2 separate regions of the Gasterosteus aculeatus genome follow, and region 2 is linked to region 1. A link is a contact called in public Hi-C data. All regions are on one chromosome and are shown on one strand. The core of a region is the stretch at or near the end of the contact, and the rest is flanking DNA. Distances in the headings are between cores, read along the strand shown.

Region 1 (4,914 bases), core at 702-3,201:
GATGGAACATGGCAGATTGTTTTGATTCATTTTAACTTGTTTGGTTTGTTGCCCCCCCCTTCATGTCTCCCGCTTGCTGTTTTTCTCCACACTTCATTGTTATTCTACTCTCCTTTTCATACCCCCACCCCCCCACCTCCTTCCTCTCATCTTGCCCCACGCTGTGTCTCTGCGCTCCCCCTCCTCTCCTCCCATTGCCCCCAGGAGGACGTGAAGTCTCTCACGGCTCATATAATAGAGAACTACTGGAAAGCTCTGGAAGACGTCGACTACGTCCAAACGTTCAAGGGCCTAAAGCTGCGATATGAACAGCAGCGAGAGAGACAAGACAACCCCAAGCTGGACAGGTGAACCAAGCACAGCTGCTCTGCTATTACCATTGGATGGTTTCCAGTGTGCATTATGGGTATTCTTTTGTCCAGGGTCTTGTGTCAGTTGCTATGGGCAGTGCCTCTTATAATAATAATAATAATAATAATAATGTTATTCATCCTCTCCAGCATGCGCTCCATCCTGAGAAACCACCGCTTCCGTCGCGACGCGCGGACGCTGGAGGATGAAGAGGAGATGTGGTTCAACACGGATGAAGACGATCTCGAGGACGGTGAGGCGGTGGTTCCTCCATCCGACAAGATGAAGAGTGAGGAAGACCTCATGGAACCTATAAGCAAGTTCATGGAGAGAAAGAAATGTACGTATGGAAATACATCGTCTTCTTGTTTGTTGCAGGGGAGAAAATGTGTGGCAACAATAATGACTGATTTGTTTTGGAATGAGAGATTTTTCTATCCTGGTATTTGTGGTTTCTAAATTGTTTTACAATTTAATGGGCTGAGCTTTTATGATGGTTCTATCAGTGTAAGATAACTTGGTAGGAACATCAAGAGGAGGACTGAGGAGGGAATACCATCAGAAAGGGAGTTTTATACACCCGCCCAATATAGTCACTTGCAATTAGGTAGATATATAATAAATCAACCTTTTACGAGCTATTGGAAATATACTGTTGCATATTGTCATTTTTACTCTCGGTCTCAAAATACATTTAATTCTAGTTCTTTGTTAGTCTGTTGATTTTGGGTGAGACACACACAACGAAATGTGTCTTCTAAACGCTTGTGTTCCTAGAACATATACTTGTTCACCTGTCGAGTGGTGAAAGAGGACGTGATGACCCTGTTTTCTCCCTCCTGTCCCTCAAAGTGAAAGACACGGACGACAAAGACGTGCTGGGGAAGTCAAGCTTATCCGGCAGGCAGAACCCGAGCTTCAAGCTCTCCTTCTCTGGCTCCACCAAAACCAGCCTGTCCAGCCCTCCTTCCTCTGCCTCGTTGAACCCGGGCTCTCCGGGATCACCGGGCTCTCCGGGCTCGGGGGCGCGGAGCTCTGCCTCCCCCACAACTGTAACCACAAAGGTAGCCGTCGGCGTTTTAACGCTTTAAGCGCCTGAAAAATAAGTCGGAATGATGTGATTTTTGACTTGTGTTTCCTCTCCAGGGAGGCTTGGTGGGACTGGTGGACTATCCCGACGACGACGATGAGGATGACGAGGAGGACGAGGACGAGGAGGACGGCGAGAGCAAAGAGGACCCTCTGCCTCCCTCGAAGAAGTCCAAGCTGAGCTCCTAAAGAAGCTCCGCTGCTCGGGGCGGGTGCAGCCCACAGACCTTTTGCAGGGTTGATCAAGCTTGTAAACCGATGAATGATTTTAGAGCCACGCAGCGGGCGGCCACACGGAGGAGCAGACTGTGCACGGATGCAAGGCCTCCTCAGACTAGTCCGCTTCATACAAGTGCCAATCAGGAAACCCGGAGTAAAAAAAAAAGAAAAAGGAAAAAAAAAGAAAGAAAAAACGTCTGGAAGCGTGAATGTCGGGGGAGGAAAAGATCCGCTCGGTAGGTGGTGGGCGCACTTCGGGCCGGTTACTCAGACCGCATTCGAAAAAAACATGTACACACCGACTGAAACCCCAGAGAGCCTGCCGGCTCGGACAACAACCCACTGCCCCCCCACCTCCCCTCATCCCTCCCACCCCCGCTCCCACCAGCCCCCCCCCCACTCAGGGAATGACATCACAGCGGCCCAAATAGGTCGGCCAGTTCAGACCCAGAACCACCACTCGCACCCCCCTCCCCCCTTGAGAATTCACCTTCCTCCTCGTTCGTTTCCACCTGCTTCTTTTGCTTCTCTTCTTTTTCCTCCTTTCTTCATCTGCTGCTTTTGAACCCAGTTTTTTTTTTTTTTTGTTAGTGTATAATACCAGACGGGAGGCGGCGTGCGGCGCCGTCCTTGTTGTCGTTTGATGATGTCATCAGTGTTGTCGTTCTTCAACGGACATTCTTTCTCGGAAGAGAAAAAAAAAGCCAGCAGTTTCTTCATCATTTTGTTTTTGTTCTCTATTTGTCTCAATCTTTCTCCTGTTTTTTGTAAATGATGACAAAAAAAGACCTGCCTTTAAATGTTCAGGACGTTTTCAGTCAAACTTGAACAGGTTTTTAAAGACCTCAGTAGGTGAGCTAGTTTTACCCTTTTTGCCCTTTGAAACTGCAGATTTTTTGGAGAATTTGTAATCCCGTCTTGATTAAAGATTGAGTGGAATTCTAGATGTGATGAATTTTGTCATATCTTTTCTTTTTTTTTCCTTTTACATTAGTGTACACTTAGTTGTTCAGAATATTTGGGACCATTAAAATGATCTTTGCTGTAAGATGTCCTCCTCGCTGCATCGTGCTGTTATTGATCTGTCCCGGTTGCCTCGGCAACACGAGAATATAACTGCAGTGCAGAAGGTCCGGCTGGGTTCAACTTGGTTCCACAAACTATTATCCGGCAGCTCAACCCGACTCCACGTAGATTAGGGAAAGACCTCCGATGCCGCCCTAATACTGTAAAAATGTGAAATTTCAGTGTACATTTTCATACTTTGAAACATGTCTGTTATTACCAAAACAAATTGATGTTGTGAAAACCATGTACATGAGAAAATATATGGTCAGCTTCTGTTGTCTTAGGACAAACTTTGTTGATTTGACTCAACTTTAAAATGTATTTTGAGCCCTTGGTTCTTTCATTTTTCTTGGCGTACCTCAGTTGCTGATGTCGTTGTGATCCACCAGGTGGCGCTCTGAGTCCATAAGAGAACCATCGAGAGACGCGCGATGCCCGTCCTTGAATTCTTTCACTGGATGTGTTTGGGATGCCGTCATTTTGGCACAACCGCGGTTAAACCCCGCTGAAGGTTTGATGCGTCTATTGCATCAAACCTTCATCCTATGGGTTTATTATCCTTCCAGTACCACGGATTGTAAAGCAATTCTTCCGCATAAACTAAAATATCATATTCAATAACTCTAACTTCATCGCATGGAGGTTAAAAACAAGGTTGTGTTGCAGTGAAAGATTATACTTATATATTTGTTGATCTGGTCCTTTGGTGTTTATCAGCTCGAGGTGACGTGCTGATTTAGCACCGCTGCACGCTGGTAGACCATAAAGTGTTGCCTTTTCTTTTTTATACAAAGAGTGAAAATAGTTTACAAAAAATGTCAGTGCCTCCCAGCCTATGTGGTCGCCTCGGTGGGGGTTTGAGAGCAACTCCAAAAACAAACCGCGTCCAAGGCCACCGAGGAGTCCCTGTGTTGTCCCTCCAAGTGCATTGTGGGGCCCCCAAAACGCCGCTTGTTATTTCCAGGAGCCGACAGAAGCGGATTGCTCGGGTACTCGGCGTGCAGCGCGCCCCAATCCAGGCTCCCGCTCGCACGAAAGCCGCCGGCAGACAACAGCAGCTTTTTTTTTTTTTTCCAGGAGTGGCCCCATCCTGCCAGCCTCCGTCCGCTCCGCAGCAGGAATGTGGCAGAATGTGTGTGTGTGTGTGTGTCTCCCTCTGCCACTGGAGAGGCCAACCCGCTGCCGGTGCCAGCCTCTGCTCCACCAGAATGCCGGCTGCCCTGCCGGTGCCAAGGCGCTCACCCGGCTCTGCCCGCCTGAATGTCTGCCAGACGGAGGAGTCGCCCATCGGGAGACACTGCCGTCCAGCTTCCCGCCGGGCGCATGAAAAGCTTCTTTGACGGCTCTCTCCGTTTGGCTCGTCTTCCCCCGGCTGCCAACTGCCACTTATCGGGGGGGAAGGGAGGGAGGGGGGGTGTCGCCTGTGACTGATCACGTCGGTAGATTTGTGGGCAGATGACGATGAACAGTGGCGTGAAATCAGGCAATGCAAACAATATTGCGCCTTGTTGGTGGATAAGTTGTGCGCATGTTTTAGTGAGACAACCATAATTACGCATCGTAACCCGGGGAGAAAGTAGACATTATTCTCCATCCACCCGACCCGATACGCAGACCCCCCCATCTCAGTTTTGGGTCCTTGGATAAGATACTAGACTAAGCCAAATTCACAATGTAGTGTACTTTTTACGACACTATAGGTGTTTGAAAGCTTTAGTTACTCTTCAGATATCCAATAAAAGATCAGTTAAGAAAGTAGTGGTTTCCATCCATCAAGATATTCTCCCTCCAAACGTCTCACATTGTCTCATTCAAATCAGGGTTTGAGTCCTGAAGGTAAAACTCACAGAAAAGCTTGAAATTAAAAAAAACGTCTTAAAGATAAGATCCCGAGGTCTGTCTGCGTAAGGGGCCCTGACCCACAGTTTGGTAACTGCCGGATTTAACGATAAACAAAAAAGTCCTTCCGTTATGAGCTCTTTTATTCAGTGTATCAATGTTCTGTCATTTGGTGCAGGGAACAGTGGGTTAGTTGGTTCTTGATGCTTAGTACTTGTGTTTCTAACCCAAAGAGGCTCACCCGTAGGGGGCGATGGAGACTACTCGGGTAGATTTAATAAACTCCAGATCAATAGAAGAAGAAATAACTCATTAGACGGTCCTGGTCGTGACAGGAAGTCACCTGTC
Region 2 (4,914 bases), core at 1,565-4,064, 84 kb after region 1:
ATAATGGCTCTCATTATCAGCTCAGGAGCATCTGAAGAGTGTGGCATTTTACAGCTTACAGTAACCCACTTCAGACACCACTGCACCAGGGCACTGTCTCAAAACACTCACTGAACACACACACACATACACGCAAACTCAATCCTGCCCTGTCATCAAAACAAAACTGGGCACAGCTGGGTGGATGAGGGGGCGTGGCCGCCACATGTGAAGCAGATTGATGTTCCATTCTCGGATGGGAACGGCTCATCTACTGGAGCTGGAAAGCCCACAACTGGGAGGAGGAGGAGGCCGTACAACACGTCTATCTGGGAAGTGGAAATAGTCGTAGGGTGTAGTAGGAGTAGGGTGTCCATTGTTCCATTGCAGGGCCCAATAAACAGGAATACTGGCCTAACTGTGGGGAGAAGCTCGCATTGTCCGCCCTCTAAAGTCCCGTCTCTTTGATGAGAGAAGAAACAAGGCCCCCGCCGCACAAAGAAGGACGCGTCTTAACGCCGCGAGTGGCGGAAGCGCATTGGAGCGGCGCTTCGCGCGCAGGGTGGCGGGGGCGGCAGGCGATCGGATCACCAGCCTTTAAGCCCGAGAGCTGGAGCGGCGCCAGGGAGACAGCTGTCGCGATGGAGGGCCACCCCCCCCACCTAAAAGAAGAAGCCAGGGCCCTCCTCCGTCCGCTTTTCTTCGCAGTGGAGGAGGTGTTTGGCAAGGCTGGCAGAGTGAACCCTCTGTGCCAAGCTCGAGGTCTTTGTAGTGCTGTTTCACAGCGAAAAACACGCTGATAAGGACTCGTGAGTGTTTGTTTAGGGAACGTGTAGGCGGTAATAGACGAGAGATGAAGTCTTGGGGCAATTAAGGTACACACAGCACTCATTTCCCAATGAAAACACACTGCACCGTCAACGTTAGACCTACACAAATGGGATCTGTGTATTGTATATCTGGGTGTACAGCTTGATCATTTTAGCTTATCAGCTGAACCCAAGGCAGCAGTTTGTACCAACGATCCGAAAGAAGGGCCAATTTCTCACCCGCTGTTGGCAAATTGTCCCTTAATGAAAGCCTCGGTGGCACTTTTGTCAGTTCATCACATTGCTGAACACCTTTTTCATCCCACAGCCGGGTGGCACCGCAGTCACTAACTGTGGCTGCTTTTTGTTTTGGCTCCGAGGGCAACCGAGTTCAGCAAGGCGCACAATTCCCCCATTTTACCGCCATCTGCCGGATGAAGAGCCCGCGGATTGGCGGATTACATAAACCTGGCTCACTGTGTTACTGGTCCACCGCGAGTGTGTGCGTGCGTGTGTGTGCATGTGTGTGTGTGTGTGTGTGTGTGTGTGTGTGTGTGCGTGTGTGTTTGCGCGTGTGTGTTCGTGGAATGCAACGAGATAATCCGATCCGTGCAAATCATTATTAACAACAAGATGATTATAATAAAACAACAATAACAATGCCGGTACTTATTGTGTAGTAATCGGAATGCAATGCTATTGCAGTGTTGGAGGTGTTTTCTTCATAGAATTATTATTATTTTTATTTTTTTTATAAAATAAAATCCAGTCTTTAATTTCTTACCGGAGTCACTGGGAGCGCATCCCGGGTTTGTGGGCGTGTTAACGGTCCCGGTTGAGTCTCGGCTGCCGTTCTTCTTGTTGACCGGGAAAGGGAAGACCACGGTGGGGTCCACGCACTCCGTCACCGGACTGCGGCTCGCCACCTCCGGTGCTTTGACGCACGCGCTCCTGCCGCCCGCGGTGGCGGTGGAAATAGCCTTGCCCAGTTTCTCGGTGACCACCCGCTCCAGCTTCTCCCTGGCGGAGAAGCCGCTCCACATACAGTCCTGGATTATGATGTTGCTGGGGTTAGTATCCAAAGGGGAGCCAAACAGGTCCCCGTCGTCGGACGCCCCCCATATATCGTCCTCGGGCAGCAGCAGGAGCTCCGATGCCCAGTCCAGCGGGTCCCCGAGACCGAAGCCCAGAGGGTCTGCTTCCGCGGAGGCAGTCGCCGCATCCCCCGGTAGCGCGGCCCGGCTCGGGGAGAGGGGCGGAGTGGGTAACAACTCGAATTTCTTCCAGATGTCCTCCCCCGGTGGCGCGGAGTCGGGACCACAGAGGTAGAAGTCGTCCTCGTCCGGGTAGAAACACGGTTGTAAGGAGTCAAACTCCAAATGGGAGTTTTTACTTACGATCGCCGGCATTCTATCCCACAATCGAAAAACCTGGAAAGGAACAAAAGATACTTTAGTCTCCAAAAGGGACGAGCGTCTCTCCCCGTGCACTCTTTCACACCTGAATACTGCGCTCCAGGAAAGAGCATGGATCAAAGCCCACACACAGACACACGGTCTGCTCCTCGCTCACCCCTCCGTGGGGTTTAAATCCCACATAAAATGTCTCAGGAGAATGTGCGTAAATGTGACCCGTGACGCACGGAGGGTGCAGATCGACGCATTGGCTCACTGCTGACTAAACATGGCAGAAAATGTCACTGAGACACAAAAAAGAAAGTGTGTTTACAAAAAAAACAAACACATGAGATGACATTACATCTAATAGACATTCCGCTTTGTGTGTGTGGAAAAAATAACAATAATAAATAACAGCCCGCCTCTGTATTTAACCGCTGGAATTAAACGATGCTCACCTTGTCCTGACTTGGGATAATAATGTGCGAGCCAAATATTTCTCGTAACTCGCAATCAGTAAAGCAGACACCAGATTTGGAGCAGTCATCTACTCGGGGAGCACAGACAGTCCTCTGACACACATTGCGCCCGGCTTTACCGTGTTATACACTCGATCTGCGGGAGGGGAGCAGACTCCGCCCCCCTCCCCGGGCGGGAGGGGGGCGGAGCAGTCGGGCTTTTGGGGGGGTTTGATGCGGCGCGGCGGACGCGGTTGTGCTGGGAGCTTTTTCCTTCAAGGTGAATCGAGAAAACAGCCAAAACACTGCACGCGGGAACGAAAGCGACGAGGAAGGAGATCGAGGAGACGTAAAAGAAACACAATGTATTTTATTGACAGCCTCAGTACAACTGCCCCCCCCCCCCCCTACTACCCACACCTTTCCACTGGGATGTCCGACCCAGGATCAACCACGAAACAGCGCAGGTAGTGGTTTGAAGTCTTGCTCAGCTTGCTCAAGGGCACTACAGCAGGCCGGGTGCTACACTCACCCGAGGGGCATCAACCAAGTGAAGGACATTGCTTTTTTTAAACCAACCCCCTACAAATAAAGGTTCCCTCTCACACACACGACCCTTACATGATGCATCTATTACACATTGGAGTCTCAAATTAATTGTTTGGTTTAAGAGATTGAAACAAAATAACCTGACCTTGATTTGGTTAAAACGTTGTAAATGCAAACGGAGGAATGCTTATTTCTATTTGTGAAACACGCAAACGCGAGCTGTTTATGAACACGCACTGGTAGCAGCGATGCGGTACACTGCCCACCGGCCTGTGGGCCTCAGCAGCCCGTTCTCTCTTTTGTCTGAGGGTCATCCAGCATCCCCTGGATGAAAAGGCCCCACTGCGCCCTCACACGGACGCGCGGGGAACCACAGCGGATCCTCGCACCTTCTTCACCCCAAACACGGCGAGACAAAGACACGAGGGCACAGGGTCCTCGCAAAATGAGAAAAACAACAACAACAACAACAACAACAACAACAAGGAGATGGCAAGGAATGTCAGACAAATCACACGTCGGGGAAACAGCTTGTGGGTTCGGGGAGGATTCATCTGCGTCCGGGACAGGAGGTCCCGAGAAGATACATGTTACGTAAGCCTGAGCGGTGGTTGTAGCCTGGAGTCATTCCCATTCCCTTTTCTAATGACAGATAAGTTGGAATGGTGCATCTGTAATTATGCAAACAGGCGTACACGCAGGTCCTTTATACTGACTCATTCAGGAAAAACGTTTTCCGAGCGGATTCCACGTCAGCTGTGAGCTGCGAGAGTGACAGTTTATTTGGCAAGCAGAAATAGATGATAACAAAAAATAATTTGGAGGATAAAAATAGATTTTAATTTTAACTTTACGATATTTTGGTTTTACAAGATTTACTGTATACATTAATACATATCAAGACGCTATTTCTAGATGAATAAAGATGTATTTCCATTTATTTGATACCATAAACCTTTTATTCGTTGCTGACTTCAAACAACCACATGCGTCAGCCAGCGAAAAAAGTGAAAATCTGCAGCTGCTTGGTCTACAAAGTGGGAATCTCGGGGAGTTTCCTGGGACTGGCGATTGCTCCCAGGAACTTGGGAAACAGTTTGGGATTCAAAGAAACTCCCCACGGGCCCCCGGGTCCACCCTGCTCTTTGGCTCCTGCTCAAACTGACCCTCTAACAGCGGCAGAAGCAGCTTCCTCCTCTGTCCGAATGGCAAAGAGGGGGAGTGAGAACAGTATAGGGAAAGTTTTCCTCGTGTCCAGTCAGTGCAGATGCGCCAGGACAGGAAGCTGCGTGCATGCTGCTGCTTTTCAGTGGACCAGAAGATTAAAGAAGAAGGTAAAGAAGCCGATGGATGGATGGATTGGGGAAATTGGCATCAGAGTTCGCTCACAGCGAGACCACCTTAGATAAACAAGAGCCCTCCCCCCCATTAAGTGGACACAGGCGTCAGCCAGAAGTGCACTAGCGTCTTTGCCTGTTGTTTTTATGACAGTTGTGGCGTGCCCACACCCCCTTCCCGCCACTCACAACTGGACCGGGACATGGGTGGTTAAGCAATCAGGCCAGTTTTGATAAAAGATTCCTAAGTCACCCTTGTGGATAGTGCAGACAAGCGTATTGTGGGTAAAAACAGCTGCAGTGACATCAGGACGGGCTGGTTGGGTTAGAAAAGAAAGCACGCACAACATATCAATATTTAACGCTGTTTATAGTGGGTCATTTT

The links. A called contact is a pair of places that touch in the nucleus more often than the background predicts.
Region 2: a contact with region 1 is called in a Hi-C map of whole body, with 5 times the contacts expected there. The contact joins the promoter of mycn here to the enhancer-like site in region 1. A contact is called at or near these places in 4 of 6 Hi-C or Micro-C datasets (skeletal muscle, tail fin and whole body).

Annotation. Positions count from the first base shown.
Region 1 is chr18:9,478,495-9,483,408 of fGasAcu3.hap1.1, forward strand. smek1 (SMEK homolog 1, suppressor of mek1 (Dictyostelium)) reads left to right here. Exons shown (of 15, transcript XM_078093140.1): 12 at 208-347; 13 at 501-691; 14 at 1,204-1,415; 15 at 1,498-2,713. The coding sequence ends at 1,629. Among protein-coding and RNA genes, the nearest start is that of smek1, 8.5 kb to the left of the region's middle. Within about 2 kb of position 1,952, at least 1 of the 9 cell types and tissues checked has open chromatin away from gene starts, as enhancers often do.
Region 2 is chr18:9,561,326-9,566,239 of fGasAcu3.hap1.1, forward strand. mycn (MYCN proto-oncogene, bHLH transcription factor) reads right to left here and starts at 2,815. Exons shown (of 3, transcript XM_040161406.2): 1 at 2,644-2,815; 2 at 1,573-2,218. The coding sequence starts at 2,197.